Linked DNA regions of Mus musculus: all the other regions are linked to region 3. Evidence: chromatin contacts called from public Hi-C, HiChIP or PLAC-seq and promoter capture Hi-C data. All regions are on one chromosome and are shown on one strand. Each heading gives the region's core, a stretch centred on a gene start, on an enhancer-like site or on the middle of the called end of the contact. The rest is flanking DNA. Distances are from core to core; before and after follow the strand shown.

Evidence for each region. Promoter capture Hi-C pulls out the DNA fragments that hold promoters and counts their contacts. Hi-C and Micro-C count contacts between places; a contact is called where the count stands out from the background. HiChIP or PLAC-seq counts read pairs in DNA pulled down with a chosen protein or histone mark.
Region 1: a contact with region 3 is called in a promoter capture Hi-C map of cranial neural crest. The contact joins the promoter of Cbl here to the promoter of Tbcel in region 3. A contact is called at or near these places in 2 of 39 promoter capture datasets (cranial neural crest and frontonasal cranial neural crest).
Region 2: a contact with region 3 is called in a promoter capture Hi-C map of pre-B cells, with 3 times the contacts expected there. The contact joins the promoter of Hspa8 here to the promoter of Tbcel in region 3. A contact is called at or near these places in 1 of 39 promoter capture datasets (pre-B cells), 2 of 484 Hi-C or Micro-C datasets (B cells and CD8 T cells) and 3 of 115 datasets of contacts at active chromatin or transcription factors (extraembryonic endoderm stem cells, regulatory T cell precursor and thymic regulatory T cells).
Region 4: a contact with region 3 is called in an H3K27ac HiChIP or PLAC-seq map of thymic regulatory T cells, with 7 times the contacts expected there. The contact joins the promoter of Ubash3b here to the promoter of Tbcel in region 3. A contact is called at or near these places in 1 of 39 promoter capture datasets (pre-B cells) and 1 of 115 datasets of contacts at active chromatin or transcription factors (thymic regulatory T cells).
Region 5: a Hi-C map of regulatory T cells shows a contact between it and region 3, with 5 times the contacts expected there. The contact joins the promoter of 1700063D05Rik here to the promoter of Tbcel in region 3. A contact is called at or near these places in 1 of 39 promoter capture datasets (pre-B cells), 2 of 484 Hi-C or Micro-C datasets (CD4 T cells and regulatory T cells), 1 of 115 datasets of contacts at active chromatin or transcription factors (regulatory T cell precursor) and 1 of 9 other capture datasets (liver).

Annotation. Positions count from the first base shown.
Region 1 is chr9:44,232,616-44,235,315 of GRCm38.p6, forward strand. Cbl (Casitas B-lineage lymphoma) reads right to left here and starts at 1,431. Exons shown (of 16, transcript NM_007619.2): 1 at 1,085-1,431. The coding sequence starts at 1,273.
Region 2 is chr9:40,799,998-40,802,697 of GRCm38.p6, forward strand. Hspa8 (heat shock protein 8) reads left to right here and starts at 1,279. Exons shown (of 9, transcript NM_031165.5): 1 at 1,279-1,351; 2 at 1,921-2,130; 3 at 2,421-2,626. The coding sequence starts at 1,926.
Region 3 is chr9:42,470,976-42,473,675 of GRCm38.p6, forward strand. It overlaps Tbcel (tubulin folding cofactor E-like), which reads right to left and starts at 1,263. Exons shown (of 8, transcript NM_173038.5): 1 at 1,091-1,263. The region is part of intron 1 of Gm16322 (a long non-coding RNA gene); the gene reads left to right.
Region 4 is chr9:41,156,785-41,159,484 of GRCm38.p6, forward strand. Ubash3b (ubiquitin associated and SH3 domain containing, B) reads right to left here and starts at 1,278. Exons shown (of 14, transcript NM_176860.6): 1 at 515-1,278. The coding sequence starts at 642. It overlaps Gm35657 (a long non-coding RNA gene), which reads left to right and starts at 1,859. Exons shown (of 8, transcript XR_870644.1): 1 at 1,859-2,700.
Region 5 is chr9:41,204,776-41,207,475 of GRCm38.p6, forward strand. 1700063D05Rik (RIKEN cDNA 1700063D05 gene) reads left to right here and starts at 1,380. Exons shown (of 5, transcript NR_040392.1): 1 at 1,380-1,554.

The DNA of each region.
Region 1 (2,700 bases), core at 181-2,680, 1.8 Mb after region 3:
GTGCTTCATAATCATTTTATTGGCTGTTTCTAGTCCAAAACAACCCATAGAGAACTTTACAGAAGAGGAACCTAGGCCCAGAGAGGAACCAAAGAAAACCAAATTTACTCCGGAGGAAATAACACCATTCACTTACATGCCGGGGCCTCCTAATCACATTTATCTGCAGTAGGAATGTTGAAAAAAATAATAACTGTGGTAAGAGTTAAGGAAACAGAGCACTGACTTCCAACAAAATGTTAAGACAAGATTGTGTATTCACGTTTAAGTACTGGGGCCAACTACAAGACTACATTATACAGGCTCAACTGTAAGGAAGTAAGATTCTCCTGATTGACAGACTTAAAGGGCTAACCATAGGCAACCCCACCCCCGCACCTGATTTTATAATGGCTATCAAAGGGGTCTTAAATAATAAGCAGGTAGGCCCGTTACAAAAATCAAACACTACAGCCCAGCGAAAAGCACCGAGAGCAAGCAGGAAGTTCTGTAGAAGTCAGACTATTAATTCAGCACGCTCAGTCAGTCCACCTTTCGAAAGATAATGGTTCTAACCAGAACTTGTGGTTTAACCAGTGCCTATCTCAGCAGCAGCGATGGATTACATCCAACACTTTGCAAGACAAAAACTTAAGCCATCCTTAGCGGAGAAGGGAAGTTCCTTCCTTCCCTGCCCCCATTTAAACCCACCTCTTTTTCTTTGATCTGTGTGCTACATCTTAATGAGAAAAAACTATAAGCTCACCCTGACCGCAGTCAGCCGGGCCGCCTCCTGAACCCAAGTCCCTCACCCAGGGCGACTCCTCTTCCAAACCCGGAGCCGTAGCCGGCAGATCCAACACACATCCCACCCCCAGCACCCCAGGCCCACCTCCCGGGGCTCACTCGACGACCCACATCCCCAAGCTCCGCACCCCCATCGCACTTCCGCCCGGGTGGCGCGGTGACCAGCCCTCCCCCAGCCCCCACCCCATCTTTGTCTGGCTCCCCCACACCTCAACGTTCCCAACTGCCAACGGCAGCCCTCCCTGGCGCCCCACCGCCCACGCCCACCCGGCGCCGCGCGCGCCCGCAGGCCGCTCACCTTGTCCATGAGCTTCCAGCACTTCTCCACCATCTTCTTGTCCACCGTGCAGGGAGGGTGCGGGCTGAGGTGGTGGTGGTGGTGGTGCGGCTGGAAGGCGTCCTTCATGAGCCCGATCAGGCCGCCCGCTCCCGAGCCCCCAGAGCCGCCGCCGCCGGCGCCCGAGCTCTTCTTCACGTTGCCGGCCATGGCCAGCGGAGGGTCGGGAGCCCGCTCGGCCGCGAGCGAGGGAATGGAGCCGGGCGAGAAGGAGGGGCCTCTCCGGCAACCACCGCCGGCGCTCGCAGCCCAGGGAGTGAGAGGGAGGCGCCCGCCCTGAGGCGCGCCCCTGCGCGGGCGCGAGCGCGGCCGGCGCAACGCGGGGGCGCGCGCCGGAGACGGGCAAGCACGGCACGCCGCGGCGACCCCCAACGCGCGCACGAGCTCGCGTGCACCCGCGTGCCCCGCGGCTCCCGGAAAGCCTCGACCAAGTTTCCGCGCCCACTGCTCCCGCCCTGACCCACTGGGACGGGCGGGGCGGAGCCCAAAGAAAACTCAGTGCCTGCGCCCTCTGCTGGAGAAGAGAGGAATGGAAGGAAAGAGGTGGGGTCCAAGGTAGAACCTGCGCACTAGGCAGAAGAGAAGCCTGGCCGTCCATGTTCGTTGTGGCCTGGGCTTGTTGCCTCCGGGAGTTGAGTCATGGCTGTGCTCGGATTAAGACGGGTAGGGATGGAAGGAGTCTTCTAAATGTGGATATTGAGCTTCGAGTTATCTGCCTCATCTTGTGGAAAGATGGAAAAAGAAAGCCAAAGTTCGTTTTCTTCCCCTTAGTGTTTTTATTTTTGTGGTGATTGGAATTGAACCTACGACCTCACACATCCTAGACAAGTACCCCACCTTGAGCTATATCCCTATTCCACCATCTTGTTTCACCATGTAGCCCTGGCTGCCTTGGAACTCGCTGTGTAGACCAGGGTGGCTCTGAACTCACAGAGATTCACATGCCTCTACCTCCCGAGCGCAGGGATTAAAAATCGCCTTGGTATTTATAACCCTCAAAGGTTGGGAATTCAGTTGCTGCAGCTTTTTGCAGACTAAGTCACATAAAGGTTTAAGGTTAAGGACACTCGCGTCTCACGCGCTTCTTCCAGACTTTTTAACCTTTTTAAAACAAGTAACTTCCTTTTGATCTTTTTCTTTCTGAAGAGCAATTCCTTTTCTGGGAACTGAATATGTACTTTAAAGATATTCTATTGCTCAGCGGAATGCGCTGGCGGCACGAGGCCCCGCCCACAGAGGCTGTGAGCCACTTGCATGGAGGGAACAGAAATTCAGCTCCCGGACACCTTCACTTCCCTAATCTTCAGACTTCACTAGAAGTACTTTGAAAATAGGAACTTCTTTTCCAAAGAAGAAGAAAGTACCCAACCTTGGTTTGCTAATATTTTTTTAGCTCCAAAACCATTTGGTGACATTAAGTACTCAGTTCTGCCACCAAGCCTTTGGCTGGTAGGTTGTTGAACTTGTCCAGTACTTGAAGAAAGAAAACAGTCTCTGAACACCAGAATTATTCAGTCCCACAACTTTGGGTTGCAAATCAGTCATTTTTTTTTTTTTTTTTCGAGACAGGGTTTCTC
Region 2 (2,700 bases), core at 29-2,528, 1.7 Mb before region 3:
GCACTCCCTGCCTATTTGAAAGGACGCGTGGAAAGTGCTAGAGAGCCGGGTGTGACGAGGCCCGGAACGCCCAGCCTCCAGGCACTGCGGTTTCAGAGTCTAAGCACTCGCTCCGGCCATTGGCTCAGTCACGTTTTCAAGGACTCAGCGCGGCCGGGCGTTTAATTTTTGGTAAAAGTCAAGTCAGGAGAGACATTACCTCATGTTACTGAAAATAAAAAGGTCGCGATCACTCTATCAAGGACACGGGGCTGCCGGAAACCAGGAATGCCAGTGCCTAGCTCACCCACAAAGGGACAAAAAACATTTATCTTTCGTACATTTATTCCATTAACTGATGAGTCTGGTGGAGCAGAGAGGGGACAGAGGTCACGCTGTCCCCTGTGGGACAGCGGAGGTGGGGAGGGGCGTTCGGCTCAGGGGTAAGCAGAGAGGACTGGGCCATTTCTTTGATAGAGGATCACAAACGATCCTGGGGACATGTGGCGAGCCAGGCAGATCGAGCCTCCGCACTGGGGGGGGGGGGAATCGAGGTGTCCCATTTTGTGGGGGGTGAGGGGTGGGGAAAGCCAGCGAGATAGCGCGGCGGCTTAGCCTCCCACAAGCTGGCAGCACGAAACAAGAAGCCTAGCAGTGCTCCTTAGTCTCAGGCTGGGGTGGACCAAGCCCGAGGCCGGGAAACCGCCGGGCTCAGGGAGAAGGACCGAGGGTCGTGTGGGGGAGGGGCGCAACAACCTTCGCAGCCATTTTGTCCTCGCCCCACTTCCGTCTTCTCTTCCCGGACTCCCCCTCCCTCAGGCTCTTCTCTCAGGCAGCCCGGGGTCCCAAGAGGTAGGGATCCGGCCGAACGCTGCTCTCATTGGTCCGTCGCGGAGGTACCCGCCTTCCTCCCAGGGCATCCTTCCGCCCCCTCCCGCCTGCGCTGCCGGGTCGCGCACGCGCACTCGCCGGCGACCCTCTCCCCTCCCCCAGCAGCTCTGAGTGACAGAGGACTCCCGCGCGCGGGCTCCCGGCGCCCCGCCTTCTCCGCTCCCCCCGGGCCGTTCCCAGAGCGGGGGCGAGCGTGAAAGTTCCAGAACGCCGCGGTCGTGCGTCATCGCGAGGCGGGGCGGGGAGAAGGCGGGACCTAGGCGAGCGTTCTGGCTCTTCATTAGTGCAGTCGGCAAGGGCTGGTCGTCCATTGGCTAAGAAGCTATGATCGGCAGCGGGATGGGGCGGCACCCTTCTGGAAGGTTCTAAGACAGGGTATAAGAGAGAGGGAAGCGGGCGGAAACCGGTCTCATTGAACGCGGAGGCAGCTGCCTGGCATTTGTGTGGTCTCGTCGTCAGCGCAGCTGGGCCTACACACAAGGTGAGGCATGGGACTCGGGGGTTTGCGGGGGTCCGGGGTGGTGCAGGAGTCCCGGGGAGTCTCTTAGGCGGCGGCTGCAGCTCAGGCCGTCACCACCAGGGACAGAGACTGCAGCAGATCCGGAGGATGGGCTGAGTCAGGGCGGCGCCGCCATGGCCTTGTGGCTCCGCGTGGCGGGGGAGGGGAGCCACAGGCGCCCTGGTCTTTTTATCCTGTCTGTGACTTCAAATATAAGGCTTCTGCCCGGCGCCCACAGGGCAGGGCCCCCCGAGGTGGGAAAGGGGGATCCTGGCTCCCGCGGTGCGCGGTCCGGGTGGGGGGGGTTCGGGGGGCGCTCGGAGGTGGCCACGTGCTCCACCATTGTCGCAGACCTTTAGGACAGATGGTTCCTTGAGCCTTGGGCGGGCTGTGCCAGGCTTGGCACAGACCACCTATACTGCAGCACTGCTGCCACGAGCCTGCCGCGTGGCTTCAGGTGATAGGTCTGGGTCACCAAGTCCAGACCCACTGCGGACTGGATAAAAGCCGGAAAGCGAGTGCTTAGCCCCCCTCCTTTTTTTTTCTAATAGCAACCATGTCTAAGGGACCTGCAGTTGGCATTGATCTCGGCACCACCTACTCCTGTGTGGGTGTCTTCCAGCATGGAAAGGTGGAAATTATTGCCAATGACCAGGGTAACCGCACCACGCCAAGCTATGTTGCTTTCACGGACACAGAGAGATTAATTGGGGATGCGGCCAAGAATCAGGTTGCAATGAACCCCACCAACACAGTTTTTGGTAAGTCGCCAGCATCTTTGTGCCACTAGCATGAGTAAAAGGGCTGGGGGGCAGGGCATTTGGAATGTAGAAACAGATCTGCCTTAATAACTGCAGCCTGAGATTGCAACTGTTTAAATATGACAATATAAGGCCACAAGATTTTAAATATGGGCCTTGGCTTCCTGCACTAGAGATTACGTCCATCTAGATGGGTGCTGCAGGTTTTTGTTTTCTGTTTTTTTGGTTTTTTTTTTTTTTGCAGTGATAGGCACTAAGGAGTGTGATGAGGTATGTTTAATATTTTACAGATGCCAAACGTCTGATCGGGCGTAGGTTTGATGATGCTGTTGTTCAGTCTGATATGAAGCACTGGCCCTTCATGGTGGTGAATGATGCAGGCAGGCCCAAGGTCCAAGTGGAATACAAAGGGGAGACAAAAAGTTTCTACCCAGAGGAAGTGTCCTCCATGGTTCTGACAAAGATGAAGGAAATTGCAGAAGCGTACCTCGGAAAGGTGGGTTTTTTTTTTAACAGGTGCCATTTGAGATGGGTGTTACCTTTATGTTTAATTCACACATTCTGATCGGG
Region 3 (2,700 bases), core at 13-2,512:
GGTGCACAAACTAAATCATAATGCCCTTATCAGTGTGAGGTTTTTGCTTTTTTCCTTAAGTTAGAGCTATGGTTAAAGCCAAAGGACCCAGGCTGACTAAACATCCTTAATCCAGTTCTCTGCTCAAGACGAGCCTATGAGATCCTATCAAGAGCTACAGAGACAGAATACAAAAGGGGCAAGCCTAACCAAGCCTGCTTTGGGCCCCAGGGCCTCCCCCATCTTCCCCCCAAACAGTTTGCTCAAGCACTCTTCGCTCAAGATGGAACCACTGAAATCTATTCAAGAGTTTCTTGATACACAGGCAAAGGCTATACAAAAGCAGAGAGAAGGACAAGTCCCAGCCAAGCTTTTAGCTGGCCTTGAGGTCCTGCCAGTTTCCTTAACAGCCCTAAGGCGGAGCCTACAAACTCCTGTAGCTAAGCAACCTTGGAGTGGGGCTCCTCCTTCCTCCACTGACTGTCAACAGTTCAACTCCTCCAATCAACTTTTCCTCAACTACAACTTCTGCAATTGCTGCCTGTGTCCCTAAGGAGGACGAATCCTCTTCCCTTCTCCAAATCCCAGACTGTCTTCCTAGTAGTTCCAGAAGCCTGTACTCTATTCAGTTTATCACAGATCATTTCGCACCATTACCAAGAAGCTAGGATGGAGTCTCCTGGCAGCCCCCAATCTTAATACGGCTTGGTGCAAAAACATGCTCCCCAAATTCCTAGCAAACTACAAGCTTTAAGCAGTCCAGGAAGGGACAGGCTTAGTGATCCAGGAGTTACAGGGACAGCTGCTCTTTCCCACTAAGATACCAAATCTTACAGATGGGGATACACCCCGAGGACTTGACACGTCCAGTTGTTTTCATCATTTTCCTGATTCAGTGATTCAAAGCTAAGTTTCCCACCCAGGGAGCCGCTTCCATACCCCAGGCCTCAAGGAGGCTGGGAGCATCTGGCTTGCTGCCGCTGTCCAGCCTTCTGCCCTCCATCAGTGCGCCGTCCTCCCAGGATCCCAGGCTTGGCCTCCTACCCCCACAGGTGGAGCATGCCTCGGGCCTCCGGCCCCGGAGGAGGAGCAGCGGCCGGGCTACACTCACCCCTCGGCCCGGGAGGCGGCGGCTCCTCGGGCTGCGCCTCCGCCCGCCCGGCCACCGCGTCGCCGCTCGGCTTCCGGCCTGCTCCAGGCCGGCCCCGGACCGGCTCCACTTCACCTCGACCCCTTCTCCGGCCGCCAGAGCCCAGTGTCCTGCATTGACCCGGAAGCAGCTTTCCGGGGACCCCAACAACAACACGTGACCCCGCCGCACGTGTCACGTCCGCTGCGTGATTGGGAGGGGCCAGAGGAGACGAGCCTCTCAGAGCGAGCTGCGGTTGCCATGGCAACCGGGAATGGTGGCATTCACCTAGAGTGGATCAGAATTACACCCCATCTGCTTGCTTTTCTTACCAGTGCAGCAGGGGAGCAACCAACCACAGGTCCAAAGACCGATCACCTACAAGAGAAGCATCCTTGGAGAAAGGAGCCCTGGACGAACGTGTCCAAACACACCTGCAATCTTGGCCTGACTCAGTGTAACCCTACTTGTGATCACTACCTGTCTTTGACTTCACAGGCCTCATCTATAAAATGTCCTGTACGATCTCTATACTTCATATACATCTAGGCGTAGGGGACAGTTTGACCTTCGTTCTGTGCCCCCTCTAGTCCCGAGGCACCTGAAGCTCCCAAACACTAACAATTTACAATTTTCACCTATTGTGTGTGCTTTACAGCCATAGCCAATAAATACATGAGATTAAAAAGAAAGAAAGAAAGAAAGAAAGGAAAAAAGGAAGGAAGAAAGAAGAGAAAAGAAAAGAAAGGAAAGGAAAGGAAAAGAAAAGAAAAGAAAAGAAAAGAAAAGAAAAACACACAAAACATAACCCACAAACCTCCTAAAGGACATATTTTGTAGAATTGAAAATTGAAGTTTGGGGAGTCAAATGATCTGCTCATGACCACCTACTTAGCCAAAATGACATGGCTGAGACTTGAAACCAGGTCAGGCTGGCTCCAAAGAAAATATGCTTCACACCAGGCCACGCATAGCCCCGGCTCCGAAGCCTCACACTTGGCTGTTAGGTTGTTTGCTTTTGTGCCCACGGAATAGAGATGGTGCAGGCTGATCCCGAGGAGGAACCAGCCATGCACAGATATGTGAATGGAAAGTCTAGGAGTTGAGGAGAGTTCCATGCCCAGTGTCAATCTGTGTGTGTCCAGGAGGATGTGGGGGTTGCCACAAACATGCACATGTGTATACTGGCTCCCAGAAAGAGGAAAACAAAAATTCTTACCAACCTCAGGCCCTGGGGACTTCAATTGATTCTTCTGTCTTGTCCCATAGGCAGGACTTAGGCTGGAGAGAGACTTGAGAAGGACCTGGTTAAGAAACACGTTCTGAGGTCTATGGGTCAGGCAGTGGCTTAGAGTACTCTTACGCGATTGCCTCCTGCCCAGAAAAGCACTTTGCTGACACCTTAGGAGGGACTAGAGATATTGGCAGGACCACAGCTAAAAGGAGCCTCAGTGGGAAGGACATGCAGAGCAGAGGAACTGGAAGCAGAGGAGGAAGGACAGGGACAGGGGGCTTCCCTCTGGAGGGTTTGCTCACATACTAGGGGGAAATAAGAGCTGTAAGTCATTACTACTAACAAATACTGTTGCTAT
Region 4 (2,700 bases), core at 28-2,527, 1.3 Mb before region 3:
CCTGGTCCCCTGGAGGAATCACTTCTTCCCATTCCATCCTCTCTTATCAATGAACACGCAGCGACACCCACGCTCCCGCTCCTCCCACTCCGGAGGGAGCCGGGAGCTCAAGAGCGACATCCGGAGCTGGAAGCCTCTGCAGCGGGGGCGCCGGCCACCCTGCCCCGCTGCCCCTCGCCTTTCGCCAGCCACCAGTAGACCGACCCCTAACCTCCGCTCCCAAACAGCTCACCACTCTGGATGGATAAGGGATCCAAGTCCTCCAAGGGACCCGCCTCTCCCGGGCTTAATATAAGAGACCTCTGGGGGAGCGCGCGCGAACCGCCCAGAGCTACCAGCGAAACCCGGGATTCGAACCTGATACCCCGGCCGTCCAGCATCCCCAAGCAATCCCCTAGCCCGACACTCCCGCCGCCAGCGCGCCCATCGTGTTCCCCTAAGCAGGTTTCAGGCAGCGCCAGGATGGCGAGCCGGAGCGAAGTCGAGGGTCGCGGGGCCCAGGCGGGTGACTTACGCGCGGGCGCGGGGAAAGCCCATGGACAGGAGCACGTCCAGCGCCGACCCATGCTTGACTGTGCCCGGGCGCTGCAGGCGGTCCCTGCGCGGGGTGACTTTGCTGTACAGCTCCTCGCGCGCGGCCATGCCGAGGGCTGGGGTCGCGGTGCCGAGTGCCCGCTCAGTGGCCGCCCATCGCCCGCGCGCCGGGGACTGGGGGTCCGGGGAGGACGGTGGGGGCGGTGCTCCCAGATCTCCGGGCGGAGACTGACGCTTCCTGGAGAGGCCACTGGAGCTCGGCGCGGGCCGGTGGCTGCTGCGGGTCCGACCTCAGCCCGCGGGGTCCCGGAGTCCCAGCGTTGCGCCGCTGCAGCCTTCTCTGTCCTCCGCCCCACCAGCTTCTCCTCCCCGAGCTGTCCGGGAATTTGCAATGAGTAATTTTTGAATGGATCAAAAAGGAAAAGCAGCCTTGTGGGCAGGCCCTGCCTTGCCTGCGCCGGGCCCCGCCCCTCTCTTAAAGCGCCCGCGCCGGCCCAAGCTGGGCTGGCTGGATTACAGCCAGCCATAGTAGGAATTGCTTCTAGACAGAAGGTCTCCAGAAGTAGGCCAGTGTGCTTGGATTCGCAGAGCCGTAGCTCTGCCCTTGGCTTGCATATCGATCCATCTGGGCCTCCGGGCTTCAGAATAGCCCATTTCACGTTTCATTTGATCATTGGCGAGGTCAGTAATGGAAACCCTCTGCACGGATGGAGGAGAGGTCCAGAAGGCTAAGCCATAAGACCCGGGAAAAGGTGTCACTTCAAATTGATCTCGCTAAAGTTACAAAGTTGTTACATCACTGTAGGCCGAGTACCTCACAGCCCTCAGTGACTGACTGGACAGCGACTTCTGGAAAAGGGCCTCTGATTCTTGGAAATGGAAGGACCTGAGAGGGCAAAGGCCAGGAAGGAAGGGAGAAGAGAAAGGGGAAGAAAAAAGGGAGGGGAAGCAGAGAAATGAAAGGCTAGGAGCTAGAAGGAGAAGGAACAGAGAAAGGACACTAATTATAGCACTTCCGAATGGAAAGAGCTGACTTTCATGAGTGAGTGCGCACCCTGTCTATAAAAGGGTTCTGAGTCGGGAGTCGGGATCCCTGCTGCATAGGAGCCACAAGTGAGCTCCCACCCCCACCCCAGTAGGACCAGCAACCTCCACCTCAAAGAACAGAAGTCATTACTGCTGTTGCCTGTTAAAGCTTGATCACCTGGAGACAAAGGCATTGTTCTCAATCAAGAACCAATCCCATTTGGTGTAATAGAAGAGGCACAGATCTTCTTTCGGGGTGGGGGGGTGGGGGCGGGGGGAGTGATGATGATGATGATGACGACAATGATAATACCTAATGTTTATTGGATCCATTTGTGTGCCCATGATTGTGCTGAGCATAATGGCTGAATTAACTCATGGGCCTTTTATGGCGCCCTTGAGGATGCCTACCTGTATAGCCTCGTTTTTTTAGAGATGAGAAAATTCAGCTCAGAGGGACAGAGGAAAACTGAAGAGCTCCAGCGTGAAGAGATGGAACTTTGACTCCCCGTGGTGCCCCGAACAGGTCACCTCTTCCCCCAAATGGGTTACCTCTACCCCCAACATCCTCGTAGTCCCATCTATACAGGGGTAGTCGGTAGCTCCAGATTCCCCAGGCACTAAAGCTCTTTCCTGCTTGCCTACTTAGAGTGCAGGGAAGGGGGAGGAGGGTGACCAAGATGGATAAAGCCCTCGCCATAGCTTTAAATGTTGCTTTATAAGGCACCCAAGAAAATGAAAGTTTAATCCCCTGACCTCCCATCCTCCACTGGTGTTTCTTCAGAGTATCCGTGGCATTTGGAAGTGGGAAGGTGAGACAGAGGAAGCCTGGGTAGGAATTTGCATATTTCTGCCTAGTGTTATGAAAGAGACCAAGGGCAATTCACATTTCCTAGGTGGGGGAGTTTCTTCTTCCCAGCAGAGGAAATGTCTAGCTAAGGCAGTGGTTGGAAGCAGCTTAGAAAACCATAATCCATAGACTAGCCTCCTTGGGATGTGTTCAGGAAAGTCTACTGGACAGTACCCAGCATTCTAAAGTCTTTTTTTTTTTTCAGATATCTGGGCTTGAGCCAGATGATCTGGATTTCAATCAAGAGAAAATACTGTCTATGGCAGCACTTTGTGCATCCAAAGCTGTGC
Region 5 (2,700 bases), core at 130-2,629, 1.3 Mb before region 3:
TCTGATGCCCTCTTCTGGTGTGTCTGAAGACAGCTACAGTGTACTTAGATATAATAATAAAATCTTAGAAAGAAAGAAAGAAAGAAAGAAAGAAAGAAAGAAAGAAAGAAAGAAAGAAAGAAAGAAAGAAAGAAAGAACTGGGTGATTCTAGGATAAGAAGCTTGGCTGTATGGGAAATGTAGTTGAAGATGAGCCTGGGGTTGAGATGGTGGAGCACTGCTTTCTCGGCTTCTGCTTCAGTCCCACCGGCAACATCTGTCCTTTTGATGATGGACAGTGACCTACAAGTTAAAATAAACCCTTTCCTCCCCAACTCATTTTTGGTCCTGGTGTCTATCACAGCAACAGAACGTTACGCAGAACACTGACTGGGACTCCAGTTGTCACTACACAGTAATATTGCAGGGTAACTTCAGGGTTAGCTGGTGCTGATATAGGGTAAGTCTGGCAAAGGTCTACAGCAAGCTCTGCAATCTGTGAGAAAGGAGTCTTGTACTAGTTGCTCCTTGTGTCTGAGGCCTAGTGGAACATGTAAGCCATACATGGTCTCGGGGTTGGTTTAGAGGACTCTTTGACCAAGAATAACAGCATTAGTGAGCTGACACAAAGGGATCCAGGGAATAATCTCTAAGAATGTGAGAAGCCAAGCAGGTGGGCACCGGCAAGACCCAAGATTTGGGTTCAAACTCTGCCCCCTTGTGGAGAACAGGCTTTATTGAGGGAGAGCTGGGGCAGGGATGGAGGCTGTGACTCTGGATGCGGGGGTGGGGGTGGGCTCAGGACACTGAAGCAGATTAGGGGCTAACACATTTACTATGATTGTTACTAGCACCATGGACAGACAGAGGGTGGCAGCAAGGCAGGGGCTTCTGAGAGAGTTCATGTCCCAGCATCAGGGATAAACAGCATAGTGGGGTCTCTGAAGAGAAGCAGAGCCCACTTGGTAGAATCCACTTCTTTCAGCTCTTGGGGATGTGGAAAGTTCACACCAAGAGCCTGCAGCCAGGCTGCTTGGTACCCAGGTAGGAGCCTGGGAAAGAGATGGTGAAAAGGATTGGCACAACTTTTGATATAAACTTACTTCCCAGGTGAGGTGCCTCAAGGAAAGCCCAGCTAGCTTAGAATTCACAAACAGTGTCCCAGCAGGGTGCCTGCCAGTGTCCCTGAATTGGCCTGAGCCAGGATGTAGTCTAACCTTACAGTCTTAAAGAGCTAAGCATCTGCTGTAGGAAATCCAGGGCCCAAGGACTCTTAGGAGTCCAGTCTAACGGCTTTTATTCTGTTTCCCTCAATGGCTGCATCATAGAGGAGTTTAGCTATCAGGCTGCACTGAAAATTCCAGATTCTGTGAGACTGGGTCACAATCAAGAAGGTCCTTAGTTGTAGTTTGTTGTCTTGCTTGGGTCCCTGCAGTTAAAACAAGATGCTCCTCCCTAGGTTATTATAAAACCCAGCAACTCGACCTCCCGTAAGGAGATCTGGGCTTTCAGAGGAGAAGCTGTGTTTCTATATGATGTCAATGTTTGAAGAGTTTGGACAGTGTTTGAGCTGAAGTGAGTTTAGGTTACAGGCTAATAACTCACTTTATGTACAGGAGGAAGAAATGGAGATGCCCGTCTATTTAGGCGGGGCTGTCCCAAGCGTGGAAGATGGGTGGAAGATGATTTGCATGAATGCTGGGTAGCATGGGCAGAGGAGCGATTTCCCAGCGTTGACTTAATCCTTGGTTTGTTTTTTATTTTCAGCCTTTTAACCCTGCTCTGCTCTTTATGAAACTGTGTGTCACAATGTTAGTCCACTCTGGCCTTAAACTTGATCCTTCAGCCCCAGCATCCCAAGTCCTGGGATTATAGTTAAGTTTCTCCACACCAGGCGTCCCAGTGATTTCAATAGATGAGCAAATTTGGGAGTCAATGAAATGGGAGAAAGACCCGTGTCATAAGGCATCGTAGAACGTCATTACTGCCGCCCCCGCGTCTAATTGCCGAGGACAAAGAGGGAGAGAGCTACTCAAGGTAGACATTGGAGAGAGCAGAGGGAGAGAATGACTGTATTAGGGATGTACAGTAGGGGGTGGGAGGGGCAACTGAGAAAAGGAGAACTCCAGAGATGCGATTCAAGGGAATTCTCTCCCTTCTGAGCAGAAGGTCCTGGGGTGCCCTAGCAGACAGCGGAGCATTAGAAAGGGCACAGCACTCCTGGACATTTTGCTGATGTTGTATAGCGACTGCATTGCAGGGCTGTCCTGGGAATATTTCTGTGCTGGAAATACGCCCCAGCCCCCGTTTGTTGTTGTTGTTTTATTTTGTAAATAACTAAGAGAAGAGAACTCCGTTGTTTTGCCAGATGGGATTCATTCGTTAGGTACAATTTATTCTTTTACTGTCACATAAACCCAATTCTAAGCATTCAGTCTGTGTGCAACTGTGACTGGGCCCTCCCCTAGAAAATTGTGCTGCTCTTGCTTAGAGAGAACATGTCTGCTTCCTTCTTCAAAGCTTTCCCTTGAACCCCAGGCTTCCAGCTGGAGGACCAGTGCCTGGGAGCTCTAGAGAGAAAACCCAAGGCTGCCCAGGATTCCTTCCGGAACGCGTCATTGTCAGGAAAAAGAGAGGGCCTTGATGTTAGACACAGACAACTCCTGGGGAGGCGGAGGTGAGGAGTTCTCACCGTGTCGCCAAAAGGACACACGGACTGTG